4 separate regions of the Hordeum vulgare genome follow, and regions 1, 3 and 4 are each linked to region 2. A link is a contact called in public Hi-C data. All regions are on one chromosome and are shown on one strand. Each heading gives the region's core, a stretch centred on a gene start, on an enhancer-like site or on the middle of the called end of the contact. The rest is flanking DNA. Distances are from core to core; before and after follow the strand shown.

Region 1 (2,700 bases), core at 36-2,535, 260 kb before region 2:
GGCGCTGCGCGCGGAGTAGGTTCTGCTTGGGGTCCATCTCCACATGAGTTGATCCGGCTGGTCGTGAAGCGTGACGTTTTGGGCGGTGCGCCAGAGCAGCAGGTACTGGAGTATATTGAACATGCAGAAAAATTGGGTTTTCATGTATAGAAAAAAGTACAATACATAAAAAATATTTGACTATACAAAAAATGTTTAATCTATAAGAAAAAAGTAGACATCCGAACATATATCTAAAAATATGTTAATTATGTACTTGAAAAATGTTCAACGCATATAAGAAATTGTAGTCTTGTATTTAAATTTTTTTAATCTGTATAAAGATGTTCCTACTGTATAGAAATATGTAAAATCTTTAAAAATAATGTATTTGAAAATATACAATTCATTTAATAATGTATTAAAAATATATAAATGATTATAAAGTGTTCCATATGTATAAAAAATGTAATGCGTATGAAAATAAAAATAGGTATCATAATATTTATTTTTAGAAATATTAATCATGTATTTGGAAATTTAAATCATGTACTAAAAAATCTGATGTATAGAAAAAACGTAGACTTGTGTTACAAACACAAAGAAAACTAGAAAAGAAAAACAATAGGAGGCCAAGAAAGAAACCAAAGAAAAAACTAAAAATACAAACTGAAAGAAAACATAGAAACCGAAATAAAAATAAAACAACGAAAAAGGATGCAGAATGCAGAAACGTTGCTACAGTCAGAGGCTGCTGGCGAGGGGAGGGTATATGTTGGTCTAAGCTGCTGGCGAGGGGAACTGTCCGGCTGCCCAAGACATATATCGATATTTTTCTTTTGAAAAAATATATATCGATCTCATGTCGGCGGGGCCATGTAGTGCGAGATTAGTATTTAAGAATCACTTTTTGTAAGGTCATTTTTACCATCTCATGTTGTGGCAATTGACGCATTGCATGTGCATTACTTGTCTTAAAAGATTTTTTTCATAGATTTATTTATTTAAAATATTCTATTTTTAATGTATTCAAATTTTGAATCGTTTTTGTTGTTGGATTTATCGCGTAGAAACTTTTAAACTAGGTATCATGTTGATAGGCTTTAATAAAAAAAAAACCATATCTCTCATGAAAAAAGAAAAATACACTTTTTTTTAGGAAGCACTGCTGCTCGTCTCGCGGAAGCAAATCCATCCCTCTCGTCATGCAGTAGGCCGAAGACCGAATTATTGTGCTACGGGCTGATGCGGACCACGGTGCGACCTGTATGAACGCGAAAAAGTAGGCGGACAGCTCAGCGGCCATCCATGCCGATGGACCGAACGAGCTCCCGGGCCCCGGAACGAGCTCCCGAGCTTCCGTGCGCGAGGACAGACTGTCCGCACCTAATTGCACGAGCTTCTTTTTTTTTTTCTCTTGGCTCCCTGTCATGCGCCATTTGTATCTAGTCCATTGTTATGTAGACCATCCGTCCAGTCCATGTTGACTGTTTTAAACACTCGATTTTATTTGGCTCATTCTTAATACTTTTTCCTTTTCGGTTTATAGCGTTTATATTTTAAAAAACCTAATACATTAGGCTTCTTTTGAGTCTAGATGAGTTGAAGTTCTTTCAATCTCACATCATATCCAATTCATAAAAAAAAAAGGCTATGAATGCATTATTTTCTACATGCATCATGCAAGACTAATAAAAATAAAATGCTATATTTACTGTTTGAGAAATCAAATATGTAAAAAATATTTAATTGGTTAGTTAAAACTAATGACATTCATTCATAATTCACTTTGATTGATGAAATTTAGATTTAAGCTCTATAAGCCAAAAAAAAAAAGATGTATATTTTTCACAAAAAGTCCAATGTTGATCCTTGAAATCACCATCATGGGCGTCTTATCTGATTGACTTGTTTGCACTTAAGGGATTATTTGTCTCAAAAACAGGAAAACAGGGAATGCAACATCCAACTTGGAACAGTGCTGACATGTTTTTGCTCCCTGAATATAAACGCTATATACCGAAAAGTCGAGAAATTATTTTGACACGGAGAAAATAGTACCCTTGGAGTATAATAATGCGTTCACTGTGTGTGCGGTATCTCCGAATCTCTCTCCGCTTGCGCTCTGGCGATGCCATCTCGGCTCCTCGGTAGAAGTAATTCATTTCCGTTAACTGTCCTATAAGCTAAACTGATTTGAACTTTGTTTGCCATAGGATAGCACATATCGGCAACCAGACAAGAGGTTAACTTGGCACTGAATTAAAGTGCAGTTTGGCTGGCCGTCCGGCACTCTTGAGTTTCTAGCTCTTGCTTTCAATCTTTTTGCCGGATGCACTCCAACTTCGACATCAGTTCACGTGTGGAGGATACCGCCCATGATACACTGCAGGACCCTTTGATCTACAGCATTTTCACAGCGCCAGCTTATGTTACCCACATAAGAAATATATCTCCAGCCATATATGTCCGAACAAAAAGGGTATACAACCAGGACGAAAAATATTCCAAGGGAATCACACTTTTAATCATCAGGGATGGAATATAATATCATTATCCAAAAAAGTTGCTCTTTTAATAATTTAATACTTCTCTCGTCTCAAAATAAATGTGTCCATTTTATGCTAACTTTCTACATATGCAGTATTAAACAAGGAAAACACTTATTTTCAACCGACTGATAACGCACAGACTTTATCCGTTTGGGCAGCCGTTGGATCA
Region 2 (2,700 bases), core at 133-2,632:
ACTGATCTCCCTGGTGCACTTGATCACTTGGGAAATTTGGCGGGAGAGGAACGGGAGGGTCTTTCAACGAGAGCTAATGTCGATGGAAGGCTTCCGGTGCAGGATCACTGAAGAGATTAGGCTTTGAAACTGCGCGGGAGCTGGGATTCCCTTTGGTCCTGGTTGAGACGTTTCCTTCCTCTTAGATCCCCTTTGCTGTTGCTTTTCTTTCTTTCTTTTTTTCGTTCTTCATTTTCGGTTTTCTGTCTCCCCTCCTTTCTTCTCCCCGTGCCAATCCTGCTTGGGGCCGGACCATGTACATTGTTCCCTCTCTGATCAACGAATTTGGCTATGGCCAACATTCAAAAAAAAAAATTGGTAGCACAGTAGTACGGCCCGAGCCTCCTGGCACCGTGCATCCCTGGCGAGTCGTCATCGCCTGTCGACAGTAGACGTGTAGGTGGCCGAAAGGATGTGCCCATATCTGGGCCACCCCTGCTCCTCCCCCGTTGGCAAGACTTCAAGTGGAAGACATGTTGCCCTGCGGCGCAAACAATACAAAAGCTCCACCCCGACACGTTAACATGCGCCGAAGATGCGTGTGGCTCGCGACTGCCCGACGGGCGACGAGCGAGATGGATACGGGAGGATCTGGCAGCACGGGGCATCTGGGCCAAGGCCACTTTTCCGCTCACCAACAGCTTTTCCCCGATGGTTTCGGCAGCGGCCGGTGGAGCTCTCCCTGCCTTCCCGTCGTGGGATTTGCTTCCCGTTTCGTCCCGTCCGGTTGCCTTTTCCTCCCGTTTCGTGTGCAGTGCAGTGCAGTGCAGGTGGGGGTGGCAGCTCTGCGGCTTTGCGTGCATGCTGCAGCCTTCCGCTCGCCCGAGCCGAGCCGTTTGCGCTTGCTGCCGGCCGGTGCCCCGATTCGTGTGGCTCCGTGCTGCCGCCCATCATGTTTCTTACTGCTGACCCAGTCGCACGCCGTTTGACCGGACGCTCCTTTTCCAGCTGCGTCTTCTCTGCAGAATGCAGATACTCCTACTAGTACTGGTCAATTTCCCGAGTATGCTGTCCCAACTTGTGGACGCGGACCCACATGTCATCCCTACATTATCTGCTGATGCTGTACCAATGGTTCCAACCCTACTCACCTTCGTATGCAAACAATCAGTGAAGACATTCTACCATTAATTGGACAGGAGGACAACGAACGAACAATCAGTGGTTTAACACAACATTCTACCGTCCTTCCGGGCGTACCTGCAAAAAAAGATCGGGGTTTTGATTTCGCTGGCTGCAACGAGAATAAAAACCGGAAGCTCTCGCTCGTCTCGTTCGCTTGTCGCTTTAAAAAGGGTGGAGAAACCGACTTGGCGGTGCGTGGCTTGGCTTTAACCACTCCACTCCTCCCGCCTTAAATGGCCTCCCCCTCCCCTGCGCCGCCCCCCGCCGGCGACCAACGGCCACACCACCCCCTCCTCGCCGCGGCCGCGGCCGCCTCCCTGCTCGCCGTCCTCTACCTCCCGCGCCCCCTCCTGCAGCTGCTCCTCTCTCCCGCCCCGCTCTCCTCTGTCCTCCTCCTCGTCTACCTGCTTCGCCTCGGCTCCCCGCCACCTGCCGCGACCCTTCGTCCTCTTCCTCCTCCGCCTCAGGAGAGAGCCCCGGAGGTCACCCAGCCTCCGCCTCCACCTCCTCCGCCGCCGCCGGCAAAGCCCCAGAGCGTGTTCCTGGAGCCCGAGTTCGCGTCGTGGGCGCCCAAAGGCCGCGCGCTGGAGGTGATCCACGAGGAGTTCGAGGCAGAGTGGGGGCCGGAGGAGATGGGCCTGCCCTGGACGTCGGACTCCGACTCGGACAGCTGCAGCGGCAGCGACGACTACGACGACGGCGGCGGCGGCGGCGGCGGGGAGGAGTACGGGATGATCGAGATCGAGCTGGAGGAGGACAACCTCATCGAGATCGACATCTCGAGGTGCCGGTGATGGATTACCCCGACATTCCGACTGGTCCCCCCACCCCCTTGTTTCTCTTGCCTTGGTTTTGACTTCAAGAAAATGCATTTTGCTGATTCGGCGTGTGAATTCGAGTGCCGTTCTTTATTCTATCTAGTACTTAGATGCTGCAATGTACATAGGCTGGTGACTGGTGAGATGAGAAACATACCGAGTGAGGAAGGCTTGCTAATTTTTGGTTCATCTGAGATGATTACGAGTTTAGTTTGATCCTACTGGTACTAGTTTTGTGCCGTGTTCATCACTTGTTACCTCAAGGAATCAACTTGTGAGGCTTGCATCGGTCTTTCTTTATCCAAGCACCTTGAGCTAGTGTTTATGATTAGTACCACTACATGATCGTCTGCTTTTTGTTCTTGTTCTGAGAAGATTGCAATCATGCACCACATTGCGCGGCTGGTGTTTTATATTCGGGTGCAGATTGTGCTCGAGTTTCATGTTACGATGGCTTGGTGATACGTACACTCATACTAGCTGCTTGGATCTGGGGAAGATTAGCAGCTTGGCGACACATGTGTAAAGATCGTGCCGGTGGTTGGTGGTTGGAATGGATCCGTTAAGTTGGCCCAGGAAATTAGGTCGATTTCAGACCACGGGAACATACTCCTACTGTGCCATCCAAGCATGTTCAATTAATACTGACAGTCTACTTTGCTTCCCTTTAATTTAATAAAAAAAATAGCAAGACACTAGTTAATCATTGGCTATATAT
Region 3 (2,700 bases), core at 35-2,534, 340 kb before region 2:
ACATACATAGGCAACGAATTTCACTGCAGGTTTTGGGTTTGGCAGAGAGGGGGCAACGAATCTCACTGCAGGTTTTGGATTTGGCAGAGAGGGATCAGAGGTGCTTACTGCTTCGCTGACTGGCTTCGACACAAGGAGGAGCTGCCTCAGGTCGCTGTGGTTCACCTTGCACAGGACTTTGACCTGAAATGTTCCAACAAATTGGGATAAGCAACATATCTAGAACAAGAACCGGTTTCAAAGGGAACACTAGCGAGTTTGGGGCAGTAATTACCAAGACATCTTGAGGCAGCGATTCGAGAAGGCAGATGGTGTCGTCCATGTGGAACCTAATGCTGCGCTGCTTGCGCAGAGTGCGCACCGGGGAGTGCGGGCCTGAGGGGCTCGGAGCCGGAGAAACGGCGACCCTCTTCCTCCCCAGGATCCTTGTGCTGCCGCTGCTTGGGAAGCTCAAGCTCGTGGCAAGAGACCCCTTCGGCATAGTCTGTCCAATTGCCATTTTCCCCTTCGCCTGGTGAACTCTACTGCTGCAGTTGCCTATCTGATATGAGATCTGCACAGGATTATTGAGAAGAACTGGTTAATTCGGCAGCAAATAAATTGAATTCCAGACAGAGGAAAGAAAAATCCCCATCAGAGAAGTATACTTTGCAACAGTAACTCAACTATTAATCGCATTTTTGTTGGAAACGTCTGAAACACCCCAGCAGCCATTTCGATAGGAATCTACAAACCCCCAATTCTAGAGGCTGTGGCCTGTGGGAGCAATAAGCTCCAACAGAAACCTGAAGCATTTTCGGAAGAAAAAAGAAGTCCGTCTTCTCTTCAACGCACTTTCAAAACAGATTCCCCGAGAAACAACATTCCGCGAACTACTTGAACCGCTTGCAGAGCTCGTGAGCAACAATCGGAACAGAGCAAAATCCAGCCCAAAATAAACGATTCCAAATAAACATCACGAATTCGCCGCAATTGGCCGGAGCAGAACAGCAATCCCGACATCGAAAACAGAGAAAGGAAACGAGATCCCACGATCGGGGTCAGGTTGAGAAGAAACAGAGCAGGTGGATGTAATCGATCTCACACACCTTCCTCCCTTGGGTCTCGGCTGAAGCCTTCCTCCTCTTCCTTCCTATCCCTTCACTCCGGAGTCGCGGTACACTTGGTGCCTAATCCGATTGCGCTTGGCTGATGAAGAAACGTCGGCTGAACTCTAAGCAAACCTACCTGCTAAGTAATGGTGTTGGGAGGACCTGACGAGTTGAATGTGGGAACAGCTTGACCTCAACCCCTGGCTGAATTTATACTCGGGAGGGAACCTACCTCGAAAACTCTTCCAGCAGGGGTGTTTCCAGAAAATTGTAGGAACCGCCAGGAATCCAAAGCTGGGGGGTCGTGCTCCGGCAGGAGATCTTTTCGGCTCACGCCCTGGCCGCCAACGCAGCCAGAATGTTTCACTGGAAGGTGGGGTAGCGAGTGAGGTGGTCCACCGGCCGGTGTGCGTGGGGGAGGTGGGCATGGGTGTGGACGGTGGGAATTCGCGGATATAATCTTTTCGAAATCGAGGTGGGTTGGCGCCCGACCGCGTGCGGGGCTTGAACGCGTGGATCGGACGGCGGGGGTGCGGCCTTACGCGTGGCGGATCGGGGTACGTGGCGCGATCGCGTCGATCTGGAAACTAGCCGTTGGAGGGGGTGGGGTTGGTGACGTGGTGGCTGAGATCGGTATTGGCCGCTAGGAAGTCGGCGCAGGTCGGTCGGGGGAGGAGCTACTTTATTAGGGGTTGTTTTTCTCGTTTTGATTGCTTCTAAAATCATATCAGTGGGAAAGTGGATTAGCACGAACCTTCGTGGGCAAGAAAAACACGATTTCCATCCTGCCACTTGCAAGACATTCGGCTTGTTGTTTCCTCGTGATTTGAACTTTTTTATTTACTCACCATGAGCCAATTAACCGCTATGTAATTAGGGCATATCGTTTGCTAACATATTTTACGTTAGGCATATGCTAACTACTCCTTCCGTTTTTAAATATAAGTCTTTGTAGAGATTTTACTAGTGAACTACATACGGATGTATATAGACATACTTTAGAGTGTACATTTAATCATTTTACTTTGTATGTAGACATCTAGTAAAATCGTTTAAAAGACTTATATTTACAAAAGGATGGAGTAATTCTCTCGCAAGAAATGCTAACTAATTAGTTACACATTTTCACTTAAGATACTCTGGTTTAAAGTCCGCCACGTTATCTTCACGGGAATGTATTTTATTCTTTTCAACAGGTAAATAAATCAAAAAAGAATATTGTTACTACAAGCAAAATGCCATTTCCCAATAGTTAAGAAAACCATGGATGTGGATGGTACAGACAATGCATGGCATGCGTGAAGCCCTGACACTAGACGTGCATTGGATTCCTCGGTAGAGCTCACATATAATGTTAGTTTTGTGGCGATGCTACGACCTTCATCTCATTTTTTTCTTCTTAGAATTCAGTTTCATTTTTTATGGGTAGTACATACAAAGGGGTACGACCCCCACAAACTAGTTAGGAGTATTTGTATCAATATAGTTTTCTGAGGTTTGAAGACCGGCGAAAGCGTTGCTCTGCTTGTGCTTATTTTTTGACGTCGCGTTTGAACGCAGGGACGGGGTCCAAGTGGAACCACCCCAGATTTCGTCTCATGGAGTATGA
Region 4 (2,754 bases), core at 4-2,503, 280 kb after region 2:
AATTCCAAAATTGAAATGCATACATCAACACAGTTTATTCTCCGATTAACGAGACATACAAAAATTAAGAGCTTTAGACAACTTATATTACTACAATATATAAATAGAAATTGTTTAGAGACACGAAGAGAAGAAGTATCCTGCTACGTAGTAGTTTCTTCCACTTACAGTACGAACATGCGACCGTATGCGCGGTCCATTCTATCACGTGCCGACGGTGCACCCTGTCGGCTGCGTGAATTTCAGTGACGCGACGGCGCCCCCGGTGCCGTTGAGGCCACCCCCGAGCGGCATGCCACCGGGGCCGGCGGCGAGCATGGCGGGGCAGCTGACGAAGAGGTGGTAGCTGCCGGAGACCCAGCTCCCGACCTTCCACTTGACGCGGCCGTCGATCTTGACCAGCAGCGACACGTACCCGGCGGCGATGTCCTGCTTCATGGCCTCGGCGACGTATCCGGCGACGGGCACGGACTCCCCGGACAGCACGGGGGACCAGATGGTGACGTCCCGGTGTCCCTGGTACATGGGCGGCAGGGAGACCGGCACGGTGACGGGCTCATCGCGGTAGGTGACGAAGACGTCGAGGCGCCTGTAGAAGATGCCGACGCGGTCATTGGGGTTGCGGGAGGCAAGCGTGACCTGCGCGGTGGCTGAGAGGGAGGGATCCCCGAGGTTGATGGAGCGGAGCTGCAGGTCCTGCAAGTAGAAGGAAGGCTTGGTGGGGCGGAGCGCAAGGTAGACGACGAGCGCAATGAATGCCACGACGACGACCAGCGCCAGGAGGCACGCGGCGAAGCCGCCGCAGCAGCGCCGGAGGTGGTGCTCGTGTCTGTGGTGCTTCTCCTTGCTCATGGCTCTGCTCTCTGTGCTGTGCTCTGTGTGACTGGTGGCTGGTGGGTGTGCGTGCAGTGGCTCGCTAGCTACTCTCTTCAGTGGGTGTTAATGGCTTTAAAAGTATAGGAAGATGGGGCGTGGAGGCCAGGGAAAGCAACGTCTCAACCGAAGAAGATTCTTCTGCTAATTCGATCGGGGAGTAACTTGCGCCCGCATGCGCGTGCGCTTTGAGATTCTTCCTTTATTCTCCTGTTTGATGCAGCTTGGTGATCATGTAGTGAGTCCCGTTTGATCAAGCACTCGTTAAAACAAAACTTAGCAATGCAGTTGCGTTTGACAAGGCCATGTGTACCACCGCTCGATCGCCTTATCAGGCTATGTTGACATCAATCTTTATTTACGGAACCATAAGGAAGCAGACTAATGGTGGCAGATCTGACTGATTCCCGCCAATATTTTAGCTGAGGTGGCGAGGCTGTCATTGTCAAAGAGAAAATACAGTACGTAGTAAAATTGCGTGCTCTAGAATGACACAGTTAGCAGAAAAAAAATCGAAGTTATGGGCCGCTGCTGCTCGGGTGCTGTTGTCTTCTGGCGGGGATGGGCGTGAATGTAGTACACAACCAGGGTGTGCGGCGCATCATATGAAATCATGCATAGCTGCAATCAAGAGCCCTACACCCACCGCCGCTCTCCAACTCCCGAGTCGATGTCCCCTCTATCCAGCGCGATTTGCTTCATATTTAACGTGAGCAAACCCATGCGAGAGTCACCGGCTTCCACTGAGTACGCAAATATGGATTTAGGTGAAACTTTATGCATATACGAATATTTCACGAACCTTTCTAGCTAAGGGTAGGCGGCATCCGTAGCTGATGGATATGCATATACCACCTACCATTGAACCTTTTCCGTTCTTTAGCTTCGCTTGGCACATGGTCAGAGCCACCGGCATCGAAGCCAGGCTGTGTTTGTAATCAACTTCTGAATTATTTCTGACCCCATTGTAAAGGTTTTATTTTTTTGTTAAGAGCAACCAAAGCCAGATGGTAGTTTGTTGCATTTCCTGCTGTATTGGTTTTTTTATTTTTTGAAACGGAACATGTATTAGTTTTGGTTGTGGCTAGCAGACATACTTTTATGTCCACGTTTGGTCATGAAGGCTTGGTGGGGCGGAGCGCCAGGTAGACGACGAGCCACGCGAAGAAGCCGACACAGCAGCGCCGGAGATGGTGCTTGTGCAGTTTGGCTTATGGCTCTCTCTCTTTTCTCTTTCTTTTTTTTGCTGGTCGTGGCTCTACGCTCTACTCTCTGTTCTTTACTTTGGGTACTGCGGTGTGTAGCTTGCTCTCTTCAGTGAGTGAGCGATCCACGCTATCCAACAGAGCACGTACGTGTTAATGGCTTTAGAAATCACTGGAGATGATAGCTAACGAGTGCAGTACTGCACTGCATGCGTAAAAGTGTTTTTGGTCGGATCTTGGTATGGATGGGGTGGACGCAAGGAAAGCAACGTCTCAACCGACCTTCTGGTAATTCGATCGGCAAGTACTTCGACGGGGAACAACATTATCTGGCTACGCGGTACGGTTTATGCGAAACACCGGTGATTATCTCAAGCCTTCTTGATCATGCACACGAGTGTCAAGATACTTCGGACAATGTGTGTCTCCGAGGAGAGATGCTACATCCACGTAAATTCTTAGGTATGTTTACGGGCTGATGTGACTTGACCATGTTTGATTGAATTAAGGCGAGGGGATGCCCATCATATGTATCCAGCATATTGATAATTTATAAAATACTTATGTAAGTAATATTTATCTATATTTATAATATACTTATATGACTTTGATGTATTTTACATATAAGAATTAATTGGACTAATGTTGTTTTCAGTAGAATTACCGTGGTGCTGTT

What was found. A called contact is a pair of places that touch in the nucleus more often than the background predicts.
Region 1: a Hi-C map of leaf shows a contact between it and region 2, with 2.4 times the contacts expected there. The contact joins the enhancer-like site here to the promoter of LOC123429857 in region 2. A contact is called at or near these places in 2 of 6 Hi-C or Micro-C datasets (leaf and seedling) and 1 of 1 datasets of contacts at active chromatin or transcription factors (embryo).
Region 3: a contact with region 2 is called in a Hi-C map of leaf, with 5 times the contacts expected there. The contact joins the promoter of LOC123425704 here to the promoter of LOC123429857 in region 2. A contact is called at or near these places in 2 of 6 Hi-C or Micro-C datasets (both in leaf).
Region 4: a Hi-C map of leaf shows a contact between it and region 2, with 4 times the contacts expected there. The contact joins the promoter of LOC123429858 here to the promoter of LOC123429857 in region 2. A contact is called at or near these places in 3 of 6 Hi-C or Micro-C datasets (leaf and seedling) and 1 of 1 datasets of contacts at active chromatin or transcription factors (embryo).

Annotation. Positions count from the first base shown.
Region 1 is chr2H:167,845,801-167,848,500 of MorexV3_pseudomolecules_assembly, forward strand. No RefSeq gene overlaps it. Among protein-coding and RNA genes, the nearest start is that of LOC123425704, 79 kb to the left of the region's middle. Within about 2 kb of position 1,286, at least 3 of the 3 cell types and tissues checked have open chromatin away from gene starts, as enhancers often do. A contact at or near this core is called in leaf and seedling, where this site is marked.
Region 2 is chr2H:168,105,997-168,108,696 of MorexV3_pseudomolecules_assembly, forward strand. It overlaps LOC123429857 (proline-rich protein 12-like), which reads left to right and starts at 1,383. Exons shown (of 1, transcript XM_045113832.1): 1 at 1,383-2,287. The coding sequence starts at 1,398. The coding sequence ends at 1,958.
Region 3 is chr2H:167,767,151-167,769,850 of MorexV3_pseudomolecules_assembly, forward strand. It overlaps LOC123425704 (F-box protein SKIP27-like), which reads right to left and starts at 1,285. Exons shown (of 4, transcript XM_045109417.1): 1 at 1,089-1,285; 2 at 275-553; 3 at 109-183. The coding sequence starts at 499.
Region 4 is chr2H:168,382,097-168,384,850 of MorexV3_pseudomolecules_assembly, forward strand. LOC123429858 (NDR1/HIN1-like protein 1) reads right to left here and starts at 1,254. Exons shown (of 1, transcript XM_045113833.1): 1 at 3-1,254. The coding sequence starts at 852. The coding sequence ends at 205.